2 separate regions of the Ovis aries genome follow, and region 1 is linked to region 2. A link is a contact called in public Hi-C data. All regions are on one chromosome and are shown on one strand. Each heading gives the region's core, a stretch centred on a gene start, on an enhancer-like site or on the middle of the called end of the contact. The rest is flanking DNA. Distances are from core to core; before and after follow the strand shown.

The links. A called contact is a pair of places that touch in the nucleus more often than the background predicts.
Region 1: a contact with region 2 is called in a Hi-C map of omental adipose tissue, with 2.5 times the contacts expected there. The contact joins two enhancer-like sites. A contact is called at or near these places in 5 of 16 Hi-C or Micro-C datasets (blood, hypothalamus, mixed tissues and 2 more).

What each region holds. Positions count from the first base shown.
Region 1 is chr7:30,966,592-30,971,131 of ARS-UI_Ramb_v3.0, forward strand. MEIS2 (Meis homeobox 2) reads right to left here. Exons shown (of 12, transcript XM_060418578.1): 3 at 4,274-4,415; 4 at 3,497-3,547; 5 at 2,451-2,501; 6 at 1,506-1,655. Among named protein-coding and RNA genes, the nearest start is that of MEIS2, 6.3 kb to the right of the region's middle. Within about 2 kb of position 3,175, at least 8 of the 54 cell types and tissues checked have an H3K27ac peak or open chromatin away from gene starts, as enhancers often do.
Region 2 is chr7:30,742,372-30,747,045 of ARS-UI_Ramb_v3.0, forward strand. LOC132660124 (a long non-coding RNA gene) reads right to left here. Exons shown (of 3, transcript XR_009601352.1): 2 at 1,680-1,869; 3 at 1-985. Among named protein-coding and RNA genes, the nearest start is that of MEIS2, 230 kb to the right of the region's middle. Within about 2 kb of position 2,155, at least 3 of the 54 cell types and tissues checked have an H3K27ac peak or open chromatin away from gene starts, as enhancers often do.

The DNA of each region.
Region 1 (4,540 bases), core at 1,925-4,424, 230 kb after region 2:
AGCAAATAAACTTGCCATAGCTGCTTGTTGCACCCACTTGATTTCAGTGAATCTACTTAATATACAAAAGAGCTCCCCAACATCTCCCTCCCAGTGATGGAAAAAGCCAAGAGTAAAGACAGGCATGGGAGCCTTCAACACCACAGTATTTATTCTGTCTCAGAACTGGACATCGGGACTGACGTTTTCTTTTTTTTAATAGAAACTTTTGTCCTTAGGCTATATGGCTTTCCATAGAGCACAGAGGCTACTCATTAAAATCTGTGACTGTATATTTTCAAAACTTTTGGAGAAGGAAGGGGAGAAACTTATTCTCAAGGTATCTCAACTCATTCCTCTGACCACCTAGGAGTGGGGGGTGATGGTGGTGATACCAACTACCTTCAAGCCTTGACGCCCATTTAACTCCACAGAGTGCTAAATTAATATTTCAGCCGTCAAGTTAGCAGACTACAGCCTGTATCATTCAGGTTGTGAGTTCAATTGACTGTAATCTATGGACACCCTGTCCCCCACCCCCAGGCTTGAGTTCCTATAAATAAACTGCTGTTCACACCCACTCTTTAACCTCTCCACTCTTGCCTTTCCTACCAGCTGCAATCTTTCTTCTCTTTGCTTCTTTTTCAAATTTTCAGTCTCACTACATATGCCTTTTTTTTTTTTTTTTTTTTTTAAGCATCAGACTCACTAGATCAGTTCCAAAATAGGATTAAAAACAGAGAGAATAGAAATCTCCGTTCCCGGCCTGACACACATGGGTCCCTCCTTACTATACTCTCCGTTCTCATTCACCAACTCTTTTAAGTGTTAAAATTCAACCACTAACCTATGTTTACTCAATCACAATTCCCTTCAGCTTTCTGTAATACATTGTTAATATTTGTTTCATCAAGGTTACTGTCTTTTATTACCAAGATGCTTCAGGCACTTGGCAGTAAGTTCATACACTGACAATAAGTTTCTATACAGCATAAGCTCAGAAAACTAGAATGGGTTCACTCCTTTTATTTCAAATGCAATGCAAGATTTACAATAATTCTCAGAATTGCCATCTCTGCGAGAAACTGAGAAATCAGTCCTTGCTCCCCAATTCTCACCCATCCTGTCCAGTTAACTTTCCTGCCTCCTTCTCTCCCTGCTGCACTGATTACAGAATTGAGAAAGCAGAAAAGGCAGCGGTCACCGTATCAAGCAGACAATTTGCTAACACTCAAGTTACCAAATCCAGGAAACTTTACACATTAGAAGCACAAATCACTCTATTAACTTGCTGTTTTTTCTTTTTTTTAATTCTCAACATAAATAAGGAAGGGGTCCAAGAAAAGGGAAATACAGATGAAAGGTGTGGAAGAAGTAGTGAGAAGGGGAGGAAAAGACTCCCAGAAAGACCAAATTTTTTATTTTAAAAAGGAAACCTCAGTCAGTGGAGCTAGAGGTTGCAACAAAATTTTCAAAACTGCTGTGCCCAGTGGTCTTAAAAGAATGCCAAAAGCTCACAGACTTACATGGTCAGCGAGATTTGTGGAGGAGCCTGAAAGTTCTTCGTGATCCGACTTGGAGCTGCCGTCTCTTTCATCAATGACGAGGTCTATAGGCATCTTCCCCTTCAAACAGCTAATGTACCGGTGGCAGAAGTTATCACACAGTTCATGGACCTAGAAGGAGGTCATGATGGAGGGTTCAGCTTGTGTTGTTGTTGTTGTTGTCATGGTTTTGTTTCATTTTTTTAAGGGGAAAAAGTACCAGGTTGCAAGGTTACATTTGGAAAGAGCAACAGTGCCATGTCTTCCAAACTAACTCTAATTAATGGGTGTAATAGTTGAAGGCAAGGAAACAATAGAGCAATTGTTGTAGCAGATATTATTCTCGAGAGACTTCCCTGAGCAACAAGTTACAATAAAGGGAACAGAAACAGGACTGGAAATAACTGGGTTCAGGTTGGGACTCCTTGGGGGGAAAAGCCGATTTGATGATAACATCAAAACGTAAGGATGCAGGAACTGGGAACAGCATTAGCATTTGTGATTCAATAAGCTAGGAATTTTGTATGTTTTCAGGAGAAAATGATTGAGCTGCAGAGCTATGTAAAGACACCCTAGCCAGAATGATTCCCTCCGCTAGCACCTAATGCATGCCCTGGGCCTAATAGAGACGCAAGCAGGCTGAATGTCCAGTAACACAAATGGTTTGCAGCATTTCAAAATAATCCTCAATGCCTGGGGGAAAATAAAGGAGGGGGGGGGAGGCGGCTACTTTAAAAGGCAGGGTTGTCTTAATTCACCCATCCTCCGAGCCCCTGGGTTTGAAGAGCAATTTGAGGGAAAGACTAGGTAACAAGTTGCTCAAAATCTCTCCAGGTGCTCAGACTGGAGGTTTGTTAAAAACACTCCCAACTCCACCAGGAGAGGGAAGTGACTAAATCAAAGTGGGGAGTGTCGTTTCCTGCTTACCTTTTCTAACTCCAAAAGGTGAAACCTTAGTACTTGTATTGCTTGTATCATCTGGAAGAAAAGTTTTTAGAGTGTGGAGTTAAGGCTCTGTGACTGCTGCCACTCGGAAATTCCTAGTGGGGGGATGGTGAGGGGATTGGGTTGGGAGAAGACGCAGACAAGTGGCCAGGCAAAACCCACACATCAAGAAATCGTCAGGAAAACCAAGTGATTACTGATCATCTCTGCCTCATTGGCTACGGGGTGGGAATCTGACTCAACCTATGCCAAGGCATTTAGTATCTTTGCTCCTCACGTGTACTGAGCTATCTGCAAGGGCTGCCTTCCTAAGGACAGGCCTTTCTCCTCCTGAGTCCTGTTTAACTGTCCCCTCTCTCGACCTCAGGCCAACTTAAAAAAAAAAGAAGAAGAAAAAGAAGAGAGAAAGAAAGGAAGAAAAAAAGTCGTTTCTCTGGAGAGAGAAAGCTTTTTAGAACAGCACACCCTGCGAAATCCCTCCTTACTAAAGAAGGAAATACTCCAGATGAATGGCGAGGCAGGGCCTTTGAAAGCGGATTTAAGTACTTTTAATATTGAAATTGTGCAAATTAGCAAAAGAATCGCACCTAAAAGTGGCCTGCGCCGGTCTGCCCCTCGCCCCCCTTCCCCGCCCACCTCCCGGCCCGCCCTCCGCCGCGCAGGCGGTTACTTCCTTCGGGTAAGCTGCCCCGGGCTCGGCCGCCTGCCCCGGCAAACAGAGGAAATAACTCACTTCTCGTCGCCTAGCTCCCGGGGCCGAGACCTGGGGCGCATCCCCTGCTCTCGCGTTCGGCGCCGCGTCCCCGCTCGCTGCCTCCCAGGGGCTCCGCGCGCCCTGACGTCCAACCCACCCCTCACTGCCAGCTCCCCGGCGAGGGCGCTAAGCTGTTCCCTTCCTCCCCATCGCTCTGGAGCTTCAAAAGGAGGGCTCTGCTCAAACTCCCCGGAGCTCCGTGGGGGAAAAGCGGGTGCTTCTGGGCAGGGGAGGGGGCCCAGGTTGGGGACAGGCGAGCCACAGTGAGCCTTACCAAATTGTCCAGCTCTGGATTTGAGGAAAAAAGTGGCTTTTCGGCGCGAACCTATAGGAAGCAGGGGAAAGTCAGCATGAATTATCACTCCATTTTAAAAGGAAAAAAACCCTTGTCACCGACTAAATTGTCGTGTGCGAGTGGGGATGGCGGAGGGGCAGTGGCTGAGAAAAGAGGCGCTTTGGTAAAAAACATGGAAAAAAAAAAAAAAAACACAAAAAAAACCCAGTAGGGACGGTTGAAAAGGAATCTGGACCTTCGGATCCTGGCCCCATGAAGGGGTACCTGGAACCGCCGAGCTGGAGCCGAGATCTCAGGGCGGTTCTCTGGGCCCGGGTACCCGCTTATCCTGCTGTCCACGGGACTGGGTTTTGCAGCCTCTCTCACCTCCGCGCCGGCGCCGACAGCCCCGAGAGGCGCCCAGCTTCCTTCCCTCCCGGGCACTCTCGGGGGCCCTCAAAGCCCCTATCCCCAATTCTTGTTCAAGTAGCTGCAGGCGGGGGAAAAGGCCAAGCCCCAGATTAGGAGCAGGTCAACTTTAATTCGAGGGTCGAGCCCCTGTATTCCTGGCTGGGGGGAAAAACAAACACCCATATTTATCTCCTCTTCCAATTCGCCTCCAGGCTCAAGGATGGGGAGGAGGCGCAGAGCGCGGACTGGGCCGGAGGTACAGATCGGGTGTCCCAGCCTCTTCCTCCTCTTTCAAGTAAAGCTCGAGGAAAGGGGAGGAGGGGAGTGGGGGGCTGCAGGAGGGCTAGTGGGTCAAGAAGGTTGGACCTGCTTGGCGAAGACCGCGATGTCCTCGTTGAAAGAGTCGGAGGAGCAGACGTCTCCGCCGGCCACTCCGGGTTCCCGCGGAGTGCAGGTCGCCAGCTCGCACTTCTCAAAGACCAGAGCTAACAGAGGAAACAACGGGTGCCTAACGGGCAGCGCCACGCAGAGACACACACACGGAGACGGGGTGCAGAGGGGAAGGAGCAAGAACTGTAATCAACAAGTTTGGAGGGTTCGGATTCCTTCCTTACTACCACAGACACGCATCAC
Region 2 (4,674 bases), core at 905-3,404:
GTGCCTCAGTTCATAGTACCCCTTGATGATTGGGGGCACAATCGGTGCAGTTCCCCGCCTGTCCTGAGCCTCTGGGAGGGGAGGAGGAAACAGGTGGGGAAGGGGGCAAGGGGCCACACTCCCTCCCCTGCCTGTGGTCTCAAGGTAATAGCTCCCAGTGCTCCAGCAGAGGGGGGATCTCCAGTGCCAGGGCAGGAGGGCTGTGTGCTCGGTTTGGAGGGGGCACATTTCCATAGATTTTTCGTGGCCTCTGAAAATTTATAGGGTTTGAAGAATAATCTTTAGCATGGTTTATTTATTTATTGTTAGCCACCAACCTCCGTTTCAGTATTTTGCTTTGTAAAATGTTAATTACTCTGTATTTCTCTGAGAAGTCTGCTCAACTTCAGGGCTCTAAAAGAAAACACAACGGCTTTGGCATTTTTTTCCGGGTATTCTTTCCTAGGGCTCTAAGAGCAGAGATGCACTGCTTCCTTTTTTGTTAGAATGCCCCCTAATAGAGTTCTCACCCCTCTTTATGTCTAATGAGGGCTTTGAGGTTTATTAAGGGAAAATAGCACACACCGCCTCAGCACTCAAATACGGGATTAGGTGGAGCTTACTTGAAAGTGTATAATATTGTTGTCCTTTGGCAAGTGTCTAATTCTCTTTCCCATAACTTCTATTTGACAAAAAAAAATCCTACAAAATTCAAGTGTTGAAAGTCAGCGAATAGATGTGGACAAGTGAACATCCTTTTACATCTCCACAGCTTTCAACCTGCAAAACTAGAGGATATTTTAAAAAAAATCAGGGAAAAAGAAAATAAAGCAAGTACACCTTCAGTGTTAGTGTTTTCTTCTCATCAAATGTAGACACATCATTAGATTTCTTTTCCCTTTGTAGCAAAAGATGAGGAAATCAGAAATGAACAGCAGCCTTTTAACAGCAACAAATCCAAGACTTTTGAGATGGTTTTCTTGGAGTCTGTTTTCCCTTCTTTGCCCTTCAAGCAAAACAGAAAACAAAGATAAAAAGGAAGAAACATCATTCCTAGCGGAGAGTTTATTTTGTTGCCACAATAAAAGGGTGGAGACAGTTAATAGCTATTTGAGATGATAATGCTTAGTGATCCCATTCATTTAATCATAATCTTCAAGTGGTTTAAGATTAATGGCAAGAGGTGTTTTTGGTCTCTTCCTAAGGACCTTTGTATTAATTTACTTAGAGCACTGACCAGGCTGTCAATGTCTCCAAATTTCATTAAGTCGAACTGAGACAAACACAATGAGATTTTAATGTGTGTGTGTTTTTTTCTTTCTGTGAGAATATCTCCTGGAATTATTTTTATTTGGATTCAGCTGTGTGTGGGGGGGGGCACTTGCTTCCTTTTCTCTGTTATAACTAGGTGGAAATAGATATATAATGTGTGCTACATATTCGCACATCCACATATATATTTAAATGAACTATATGTACATATCCACATATATATTTAAACTAATATCGTTTACAGATAACTTTCCTTTCACTTCTGAGCTTAATGAAGACTTTTCCAAAAGTCAACTTCAGTGCCAGGAGACAGGTTCTGCTTCAGCCAGACCAGGATTTATGTTTAAAGTAGGTTTGAACGCACTGAATGTCTTCAAAACAGACAAAAAATAATGAGAACACGTTGGAGTATAAATATTTAACTTTACCTCAGTTGTCATAATGGCCCCAGCAATTCTTCAGACAACCGGAGGACTGAGGCACCACTTCACTGGCACCAGCCCGGGCTGCCTCCGCCTTGCCCTAGGAGCGCTGGTCCCCTCAAGTCCCCGGCTGCCCTTCCCGGAGCATCCCCAAAAAGGAGGATTGGAGGAGGCGTGACGCGGCGGGGCGGGGAGCCTAGGGAGAAGTGAGGTAAGAGAACGGATTTTCAAACTCTAAGGTCCTGATCCTTTGGCAAGAAATGAACAGCAAGAGACCCACCTTTCCCTGCCCCCTGGTTCTTCCCCTCATTTCTCAGAGCTGTTTCCACAAAATCCCGCAATCAGGTACCTTCTAAAGGCGTCCCCCCCAAACTCCCTATAAACTAAAGTCGTTCCTCACTACAGATTTGCGCTCTTTCGGTGGGATCTGGCTGTGGCCAGAACACTTTCCGCGTCAGGGCTGCTCGGCCAGCGCGTTTCCCGGGGAAGAGAGGCTGGTGGCGGCTCTCCCGACCCGAGGTTGTCCCGGCTCTCGCTACCTGCGCGCCCTCGCCGTACCATGGTTAGAATTCGGGAAGATGCCCTGGGATGCCAAGAAAGCGACTCCGGGCACCGAAAAGGTTGAAAAATAACCCCAGCACTCTCATCTAGTAACAGTCCCACACCTTGCACTGGCGGGAAGCACCCGGGGAAGATCAAGTGTCAAAAGCAGTGGCGGTTTACTTTGGTGTATTTCAGTTCTCCTTTCCGTTTCCAGCAAAATTGAGAACACAGCGGAGAAAGAAGAGGGACCTTCGGAGAAAAGGTCCGTGTGTGTGTGTGTGTGTGTGTAGACAGGTAGGTAGATAGGATGACAACTTTCAAGCACATTCTCTGTTTAAAAGCAAAAACAAAACCCAGACAGGGGCCGAGATTTCTTGGCGGTGCAGCGAAGGGTCATTCAAGACAAGCAACTGTCTGAATTCCGAAAGGGATTTCTTGGGACTTGACTGAAATAGTGAGAGTTCCCGGGAGTTTAATTTTTCAAGGCTGTAAAATGTTGTTTTGTATTGGCCTCTTTTCCCATCAGATATCCATTAAAACACACACACACACAACTTCTACAGCCTCTATTAAACATATTTCCTTGGACTCGAAATCTACAGCTCGGCAGAAACAAACAAGTCACAGCAAAACCCCGGAAAATAAAGAGATTTAGAAGAAGAATACCTGTCCCTTTCTTAGTCATTTGATAGTTTATTCCCTGGAGGCCAAGTGAAGGTGGGGGTTCGTATTTTATTATTTTATTTTTCGTATGTTATTATTTTTCTTATATTCACTTAAATGCTCAGCTTTGACAAACTATTCTCCTACCGCGGGGTTCTTTTGCAGAACAGAAGTGGTGGTTGTGAATCGAGTCAGTCGAGCGGGGCGGGGGTGGGGAGCGCGGAAAAACACGACTTGCTTTGCAGGGGGCTGACGCGCAGCCGTCTACTCCGTTAGCCAGCAGGGGGCGCCCTTATGTTATCTCTGGACCAGACAGCCGAGCCGCTTGGTGCTACAAGAGGCTTTGCAGTTTTACGCAGCTGCAAAAGGAAGGGGGGCGGGGGGAATGTAGCTCCTAAACCCTCAGCCGCTCTTCCACTTGGGTTATTTACCTGCTGTTAGGCAACATACCTACGTCTAGCTTTACCTCCCCACTCAGCTTATAGTGCACCCCCCTCCCCATCAACCCCTTTTCATCTGCATCTATGATGCACATGTATAATCTCTCTCCCTAGCTTTGAAATATACATTAATGCAACTTATTAAATGCGCCGATGAATAGTCAACATTTTTTTCGCCTGTTAGTTCCGCTGATCCAAGCAGGATTTATTTGCAGATCTCACATCCCGGAGCCATAATGCGTGATTTTTTCCCCTTAAATAAAATTGGTCAAATGTTGACAACCTTTAAGCCAATCTAACGCTCAAGATTAGTGATGGGAAACTAATGAGAAAATATCAGATCGCCCGGCCTGAGGGCTGCCAATTAAATCTTCGCTGATTGAAAAATAAAAGCGGACTTGGGGTGTGAGCCCAGCTCAACTTCAACTATTAATTTAACATGTTGCCGGGTCCGTGCCTTCTCTCCTCTAAACAGCTTCCCGTAATAGCCCTTCCTCCTCTCTCATCCCTCAACCTAAAAGTCAAATGTTATTCTCCGAATATTTCGAGAGGTTCATATCAGGATGATCGTTTCTTACACCGTAAATATTAGGCCTTTAAGCAATATGATTTAACTAATTAGAAAATTTACATCATTAAGTCTCAGGGAGAGAAAAAAGAAACAAATCTGCCAGTCATTTTAAAGGAGACAGGCACTATTGAAGTGTGAAGAAATCGGCTCTAATTCAAAAAGGCAATCGGGCAGAAAAAGCCCTCAACATTACCCTGCTAGTTATTAATCAGAAAGGGTTCTCTCTGCTCCCCACTCCCCCTCCTCTCTTAGCAGTGAGTTTAAGTTCATTTTTTTGCCAGTGGCCCATGTCATATTTATATTGAGGTTTTGTCTGCTAAAGGGTTGAAATCTGAAAATGTTTCAATATGAAGAAATCAGAATCCTCAAAGGAAAAAAAAAAATCATAGAATCACCTTTCTTCCAGACAAGTAAACCTGTTGTGATAAACAATCCTCACCCTCTCTTTATTTTTTGTCCATTCTTTCGTTTTTTCTTCCCATTGAGTTCTTATTTTGAAACCTGCTTGGTGAGAATGAGATAAAGTCTTTGTGTCCTGCTCCCCTCCCCCTCCTTTCTTGCACCCCTCCTTCCGCCAAAGTGAGAAACTTGGACTGAGAGCAGAAAAGTACAAATACATTAACAAAGCCCCACTCACTTGATAAAAAGGCCATGGTCTAGGCTTACATGTCAGGAATCTAAGAGAAGGGGAATCAATCCGGTGGGTCTCTGGACAAAAGATGATGAACTAGAAATTCCCACCACCTATGTATAACATTTGATAGAGTATGTGAGTAAAATGGAA